Linked DNA regions of Mus musculus: region 2 is linked to region 1. The links are chromatin contacts, called in public Hi-C maps. All regions are on one chromosome and are shown on one strand. The core of a region is the stretch at or near the end of the contact, and the rest is flanking DNA. Distances in the headings are between cores, read along the strand shown. Region 1 has its middle 9.4 kb from the start of Gm51463. Region 2 holds the start of Stk33 (serine/threonine kinase 33).

Evidence for each region. A called contact is a pair of places that touch in the nucleus more often than the background predicts.
Region 2: a contact with region 1 is called in a Hi-C map of group 2 innate lymphoid cells, with 2.8 times the contacts expected there. The contact joins the promoter of Stk33 here to the enhancer-like site in region 1. A contact is called at or near these places in 10 of 39 promoter capture datasets (the 3T3-L1 cell line, the C10 cell line, cranial neural crest and 5 more), 2 of 484 Hi-C or Micro-C datasets (Th1 cells and group 2 innate lymphoid cells), 1 of 115 datasets of contacts at active chromatin or transcription factors (embryonic basal ganglia) and 2 of 9 other capture datasets (adipose tissue and liver).

Annotation. Positions count from the first base shown.
Region 1 is chr7:109,274,817-109,279,128 of GRCm38.p6, forward strand. No RefSeq gene overlaps it. Among named protein-coding and RNA genes, the nearest start is that of Gm51463, 9.4 kb to the left of the region's middle. Within about 2 kb of position 2,080, at least 24 of the 459 cell types and tissues checked have an H3K27ac peak or open chromatin away from gene starts, as enhancers often do. A contact at or near this core is called in neural stem cells, where this site is marked.
Region 2 is chr7:109,436,511-109,440,578 of GRCm38.p6, forward strand. Stk33 (serine/threonine kinase 33) reads right to left here and starts at 2,543. Exons shown (of 14, transcript NM_054103.1): 1 at 2,407-2,543. 1700095J03Rik (RIKEN cDNA 1700095J03 gene) reads left to right here and starts at 2,108. Exons shown (of 2, transcript NR_152110.1): 1 at 2,108-3,672.

The DNA.
Region 1 (4,312 bases), core at 830-3,329:
CATAAGGCAGGAGCTGAGGTAACATCCGGTCTGTGGTGCTGTAAGTTTGGCTTAGGAGAAAAGATGAGGTCTTCTATCTTCTGATTTGTTTTACTTTTTGTGTACATATAGTGTGTTGGGTGCTCATGTTTGTGTATGTGCACATGTGTGCGCCTGCATGTTCAGGCCAGGGGTTGATATCAATTATCTTTCTTCTACCACTCTAAACCTTATTGATTGAGACAGGTCTCTCACTGAGCCCAGAGGCCACTGATTGGATAGCTGGCTAGTCCGCAAGCTCTGGTGATCCACCTGTCCTGTTTGCCCAACACTGGGGTTACAGATGTATGGCACCATCCACAGTTCTCATGTGTGTCCTGGGGATGTGAACTGGGGTCCTCATGTTTGCTTCCTAGCAATTAAATTTAACTTAATAAATACCATCTGTCCTTTATGTTGCTTCCACAGGGCCTGATGCTGGGTTAGGGGGATGAGGACCTCTGAGGCTGTCATCCCTTCCCCAGAGTCTAGCTCTTATGCTTGGTTCAGCTCTGGGGAGCATGGTGCCAGGGAAAGTGCCTGGGCAATGGCACCATTCATCTTCTTAGTATCCCACTTCCTGCTTTGTACTGCTGTTCAAAGTGAGGCTGACCATCGGCCGGGCAGAGCTGGGAGGACCCACCATGCCTGGGCCCCTGGAAGGCTGCACTGGGAAACTTAGGGAAATGCTGAGGACTGGCATAGCGAGGCACACACAAATGCAAGGCAGCCACTCAATGTGGCTTTCCTTTGAAGAACAAAGGCAGAGAAAATTGGCTCACCAACGAGAATTAAGTGGTAACAATACACGGCACGGAAATCAAAATCAGTTCAAAACTGGCTTGCTCAGAAAAATATGATTCTGAAGAGGAAAGCTGAATTATGTGAGGCCTTTGAATAGTGGTGTTTTAGTTTAAAAGGCTTTTGTAAGGAGATTTTAGTGCTCAGAGAAAGAGAGGGTGGAGAAGCCCAGCCCAGGCTTCTGACTCACTGCAAGTTCCCCGGAGTTCATCTGTGCATATCTATGGGGGCTGCATCTGTGTGTGTGTGTGTGTGTGTGTGTGTGTACATTTGTGTGAGTACATGTGTACGTGTGCACATAAATATGGAAGCCAGCATCTAGGCCATTTTAGACCTGAGGTTCACTGGCCTGGCTCCAACCCCAGGAACAGCACCCCTGTGTCCCTCCTCCAGTCCCTGTGGCTATCCAAGTACATCGTGTCTTCAGGAAGGACTCATCTGGGCTTTGTGCTTCTGACTTTCCTGTAATTCGGTAGGAGCCTGGCAACCAAGAACAAGCTGTCCTAGGTCAAGACACCTGAGGGGTGACCGAGGGCAGAGTCTGGGTTGCACTGAATCACCAAGATCCAAGAAGGTGGTACACCAGGATGGGAGGGAGAATGCTGGATGAAGGGCTGGCTTCTGAAGGGGCTGAGGGAGTTGCTGTTCCTGGCTCATGGCACTGGCCTTTCCCTGAAGGCCCCCACCAGCAGCATGCCTGCAAGAGGGTGCCATCAAAAGAGACACACACAAAGCCCAGCAGTCCCACAGGCAGGGACATGGGCAGCGGTAGGGGAGGTACCAATGTCGGGATCTCCAGTCCCAAGTGATCCAGGGGCTGGGGGAGCCCAATACTGCTGTCCCTAAAGCTCGGCAGAGATGGCATAGCAGGGAGGACATTTTAGAAGGGCAGGTAGAGAACACCCAACTCTATTGGTGACTTTCCTCCTTATTCTGGCTTCTGGCTTACAGCTTGAGAAGAGATATACAACCATAGCAAGGGAAGACACATGGCAGAGAAAGGGCGGGGGCCTGGCTGGACCCATTGCATCTGCAGTCAGGAAGTGGGACCAAGTTATAAGACTCCAAGACTGCCCTGAGTGACTTCCTCCAGCAAGGCCACACAACCCCTTAAAGGTGCTACAACAGACAGCGCCACCAAATGTTCAAACACTTGTCACTTGCGGGATATTTCATATTCAAACCACAGCAGCAGCCCAGGGTCATTTCCCAGAGGCCACAGCTTCTTGGCCTCCAGCCAAGTGCAGCCTTTATAAGACACAACTTCTCTGGCCAATTTCAAAGCCAGGCTTCCTGCTGGGAATACCTGTTTGAACAAAGCCTTTATTGTCTGTTCCAACAGCAGGGCTGGAATTTAAAAAGCTTCATTTTCAAGACTGACTGGCTTTGGTCTGTCCAACCTGGAACTTACATTTTAGAGTCAAATAGAATTATTTAAACAAAGTATTTCTATGATAAGCACACAGTAGCTTTTTTTTTATCTGCTTCCCCCTCCCCAACATTTCTAATAAGAAATTGAGGCTCATTTTGTGGCTAACTCTTAAAACCCCAGTTTCTCTCAGCTTCTATTTGCCTGGTCTTTGTCTCTTTGGCCTGTCTGGTTTTGCTTGTGTACAGACTGTGGAGGGGGCTCATCTGATGTCACCTGCCTGAAGAACATACTGTCCTTGAGTGGCGTTCCTACCCCTGACATCTGTCTCTGGGCTTTCTGGCATCTGTTTTCGTAGAGCGCACACTTTTCCTCTTGTTCCTTGTTCTTCTTCCTTTCCTGAGGCTCTTCTCCATTCTCAGCTGCACTGCTCCCCAGCTCTAGGCCTGCATTCCTCTGTTTGCAATTCTTTGTCTCTTACCTACCACTCAAGTGAGGGTGTTGGCCAGTCTTTGCTCTCCTTGGAGATCACACTTGTTCTGTACTGTCCTAGGTGGAGGGTGTCCCTCCAAGTAACAGCCAAATTCAGGTCTCTATGCCATGGGGCCCAGAGAGATTGGTGTTGAGCCTCAGAGTTAGCCCACTGGCCATGGGAAGAAGGTGTGCCTTGAAGAAACTGGTTTTCCATACCCATGGAGGTAAATGCAAACAGAAGAGCATTGGAGCTCAGACACTAAACAGGGGCATCAGTTAGAAAAAAAGACCAGAGACAGTCTGTGCTCCATGGCTTCCATGTGAATAAATAAATAGAAGTGATACAGCCATTCTCTCTCAAGAGTGACATAAATTCTATTTAATGCTCCATCCTAGTCAGAGGAAGGTACGTTATAGGCCACCTTCTCTTGTTAGAGGGCTGACAGAATGTATGCTATGACAGAAAGACACTAGCCTTGCCTGGTGTGTGATGAGAAAAGATGCAAACACACTGGGCAGAATCAAAGCTGCTATTGTTCCTACAGGAAGACCCACAGCTGGCCCTTCAGAGCCATGCCCTGGCCCCTGCTCTTTCCGTCAGGATGAAGGTGTGTAGCTCGTCCAACATCACCCTCCACCTCCTAGAGTAGTCCCCTGCAAGAGAGCCCTCCCCTGAGCTGTTGGGCCAGGGTCTTCCATGGATAGATGGTCTGTATCTTCAAGGCTGCCTCACCAAACCCTTGAGGAGACATCAAGTTTAGGAGATGGAATATGAGCCCCCCGAGACCTGCAAATATAACCCCCAAGGCAGAAGCCCTTGAAGAGACTGTCAACTCCCAATTTAGTTTCTTTTTTTTTTCCTTTTTTTTTCTCTGTGTGATATGGTGTGTGGTATTTTTTGTCATGAGTGTACATATATGCTCATGTGTGCATGTGTAGACCCAAAGGTGACACTGGGTATCTTTTTCAACTGTTCTCCACCTCGTTTTGTTGGTTTTAATTTTATTTTTCTGTGTTTGTTTGTTTGAGACAGGGTCTCTATATGACCCTGGATGTCCTGGATCTCACTGTGTAGACCAGGCTGGCCTCAAACTCACGGAGATCCACTTGCTTCTGCCTCCCAAGTGCTGGGATTAAAAGCATGTACCTCCATGCCAGGCCACCGTTTGGCTTTTAAAATTAATTAATTTAGTGTGTGGGTGTGTGTGCACACGTGCATGCACATATGTGTGAGACATACATGCCACATTGGTGAGGGGCTCAAAGAACAACTTGTAGCATGTAGGATGTTAAAATCAGGTCATCGATTTTGGTGCCAATGCATTTACCACTGAGCTGTCCTGCTGTCCCTCTACCTTATTTCTTGAGTCAGGGTTCCTCAGTGAACCTGGAACTCACCCTGCTTTACCTGCTGTGGCAGAGCTGTTACCCCAAGAGGACAAAGAACCCTCCCACACCAGCTCATGATGTGTTTCCTGTCCAGTCTCAGCCCTTCCCCAGAGACAGAAGGCCAGCATCGGCCATCTAGGAAGCACTCAGAGGACTTGCTAAAGTTGCCTCTCCTTTACATGAAATGGATGTGCATGAAGGCATTTTAGTTTATTGATGTAATCAATAAAATGAGAACATAGCAGCAAGCCAATGCAAGCA
Region 2 (4,068 bases), core at 1,293-3,792, 160 kb after region 1:
GGTGTTCTACTGCTATGAAGAGTCACCATGACCACTGCAAATCTCAGTAAGGAAGGCATTGAATTGTGGCTGGCTTACAGTTCCAGAGGTTTAGCTCATTACCATGATGGTGGGGAGTGTGGCAGGGAGCAAGAGCGGTGACACAAGGCACACATGGTGCTAGAGGAGTAGCTGAGAGACACATTGGGCCTGGCTTGAGCTTTTGAAACCCCAAAGCCCACCCACAAGCATTCAAAGATATAAGCCTATGGATGCCATTCTTATTCAGACCATTAGGGTACAATATATACACACTCTGGATCCCAGAGGATCCATCCATCCACCATATCACCCTTCAATAAAATGAAACATCAGCCCCACGGGTTTCAGGCATGGAACTGTGATAGAACTAGAATGAACATGTAAACCATCTGTCTGGTTCTGTAGTCTGTGCTTCTAGGCACAGCATGATATTTTCATATACGACTGAATGCCATGGGGAAACAGTTGTAACTCAAGCATCCAGCTCGTTATTAACGCCCCTAGCCCCCGTGTGCCAGACACACAAATGCTACTGAAGGGAGATAACTGTGCCGGAAGGGCCAATGTTTGAGGAGGTTTGTTCCAGATAAATTAATCAAATATAGTGATCACTTTGAGGAAACATTTGGCCTTGGGATATTAAGGGTGACCAAGAATTAATTAAAGAGAACAACAATGGCAGGGACAGGAACATGTGCAAAGGTCCTGAAGTGAGACAAAAAGCCATGATGGAAAACTGAAGAAGAGTCTATGTATCCCCAAGCACAGAGGCGCATGCTTGCAATCCCAGCTACCTGAGAGACTACATCAGGAAGAAAACAAGTAGAAGCTAGCCATAAGGCCTGGCCTAAATTTATTTATTTACTTATGTATTTATTTAGAGTGCTAGGATTGAATTCAGGGCCTCCCTGTGTGCTGTGTGTGTGTGTGTGTGTGTGTGTGTGTGTGTGTGTGTGTATGTATGTATGTATGTATGTATGTATTATGTATCTATTTTGTGTACAATTTGTGGAGTCTGTTCTCTCCTTCCAACACGTGGGTCCTGGGGATCAATTTTGTGTCATCGGACTTGGTGGTAAGCACATTTATTTACCCAAGGAGCCATTTTTCTGGCTCAGCATAATCAATTTGTAAATTTTAAATATTGTTCCTGCTGTAGAGCAAGAGATAAAATAGGAATACTTTAAAATGGGACACTGACTTCAGACCAATTAGAAGGTAACTTCAAGAGACACAGTAAGAGCATGGTAGCCCAGACTAGGGTGATAGAAGAAGAAACAGAAGTGGTTAGATCTGATATTTGGTTTGAAGACAAAATGAACACAAAGTCATGGCAGTATGGACATAGGAGAAAGGGAAATGGGTACTGATGAGGGCAAGATTCCTGGCTTGAAAATGATATAGATATATGATTCATTAGGAAAAGAACACTGGTGGCTTACACAGACTAGACTTTTAGATATGTAGTATCTCGGTGTGGTGCTCACAATTTGAAGACATGACCTGGAGAACAAGGAGAGCAAGCTTAAGTTCAAAATCTGTTGCTTTGGCATTCCATTCGCAGATCCTTCCTCCTACATAGGCTGGCTTGATCTTGCTCTGATGTTGAAGGTGGGTTGTCAGACCAAAAAACAGCGGGGGGGGGGGGGGGCAAGGTTCCTCCGCTGTGGTTAGGCGTGAGGAGCACCCCGAATGTGCAATTATCCCCTACAACTAACTTAACCACTTTCTATTTGTCATTCACAGGGCAATACCACATACAGGCTCATTTCACCCGACAACGGTGTGAGAAATTCTAACGTGCGTCTAGGAAACAGAGACAGCAGGTTTAAATTCCCTGTCCTCAGAATCATCTGGAGACTGCTCTTAACATCGCCCTGCCTCCTGAGCATCCACTCTGTGCAAGGAAAAAGACTTAAGAAGCTACCACATAACGAGGTCCTAGTAGATGTCAGGCTCTTAGGAAATTAAAAAGACACCAAGCCCTTACAACTCCATGGCTTTTAAGGACGTTTTCCCACACACACACACACACACACACACTTACCCTGAGTGAGATCACATTAAACTTTCAAAAATGTTTCCTGTAGCGAACATGGGATGGGAGTGAGGAAGTGAAGATGGACCCAAGCAGCAAGGGACCACCCCAAACACCAGACCAGGGGAAAATGAGGTCCCGGGTGTTTGGGTCCCCCGAGACTCCTAAAAGGGTCCGTGATCATCCCCAGGACCCTCCTCCGCGCAGGACGCCTGGCCGACCGCTGGCTGGAGCCCTGAGGCCCGTTTGCCTGCGGTTGTCATAGCAACGGGGCTCGAAGGCTGCCTAACCCTCCCGCCCACCTTTTCCCTCAGGGTAGGGCGAGTCAGCGTTGCGAGGCCACTCACCACAACGGCCGGCGGGCTGCCCCTGACAGAGGCACACACTTGGACCCGAGTGGTCCCCCAGCCCCGAACGCCACACCTAAAGAAGCTGAACTTTTCTAAGGCCCGGGATGCCGACCCAGGAGGTGGACGGGGTCTGCACCGGGACAAAGCGCGACAGCAAACGCGAAGCCCCAGCCTTCCGCGCGCAAGTGAGGCCTGTGAGGAGAGCGGGGGCCGCACAACGGCGCCCGCGTGCCCGGGAGCCTGGTCTCCGCGGGCCGCACCCCAGACACGGAGCGGGGAAGCCTGCCTCGAGCACCGTGTCAAGTAAAACGCTTTTCAACAGCACTGTCGCTATCGTGACGGGATGTTCCGACTTATTCTCAGTCATGGCCCAGGCGGCCGGTGCTCGTGCGGCGAGGCTCGCCCGTCCAGGGGGCCTCATACGATGTGAACGTGGTCAGGGCGTCTCTGCTGAGAGCTGGGTGTGGATCCTCACAGAAAGGCTGAAGTGGCCCGTGACGAGTCAAATAACATATCTCTAGACTTGTCCCAAGCCTCTGTGGGACCATCTCCAATGTATGTCGCAAGCAATGGAGCCGTGAAAAGCTGGCTACAGCTGTATGCTAATGTTCTATTATTGATCTGAACTAGGAATGGCTTCTGTGGGCGGGTCCTCTCTCCAGCAGCTGTCGGGAAGAAATTCAACTCTACTTGGACTAGCATAATTATTCAAGGCAGATGTCTTCTAAAATTAAGGTGATTGATAGCCAGTAACAGTACAGCAAAGCAATTAATTTTATTGCTTACAGGTGTACATTTGGCAACTACTTAATCCTGTTGCTTTCATAGGAGGGAAAAAAGTGCTCAAAATGGGCACAAGTAGTTGGTAACTTCATTTTGGAAACCATTTTTCAACCACAAATACTCCCTGCCATGTACTATATTAATAGAACTTTGGGATCTTGGCCAAGCAATGTTCTGGAAAATTACAGAACTATCGTCTAACAAGAGTCTGGAAGAGATGTGAGAATTTGCACTCTGTATGTCCCCCTTGCCTGTATAGAAAGATGGCATGATTGCCCATCCAAGCCTAAGTCTGAGCATGAGTTTGAGGAGATAAACTACTATCTGCTTCACTGAACTGTGACATGCATGGATCCGCCTTTAACAAACCCCTACGAAGGCTTTTAGACTCCGGACCCTTCCAAAAAACAACTTCAAACATCTGACAAAGCCTAGTTAAGGGACAACACTGGTAGGAAGAATTGTTGGAAAGGCATGCTGGTGAGTCCTCCCCTGCAGTCTGTCAGTGATGCCCAAACTTGCTCAACACCAGACATCTACCGGGAATTTTTGTTTTACTTTATTTTGTGTTTAAGTGTAGATTCACAAATTATACACTCAGAGATTCTGATTAAATAGGTCCCAGTTTTGAACGGGTGGGTAGGTGTGTGTGTGTGTGTGTGTGTGTGTGTATGTGTTTCTAGCACTGGTTAGGAACCAGTAGGCTAGGGTTTTGTTTTGTTTTGTTTTGTTTTTTCTGAGTTGGGTCAGACCATCGAAGCACACTGTGTTTGTAGTCTGGGAAGATAGTTTCAGTTGATAAAATACTGACTTCAAGCATGAGTACCTGAGGTTGATTCCCAGAACCCAAGTTAAAAAAAATAAATTGAAAACTGG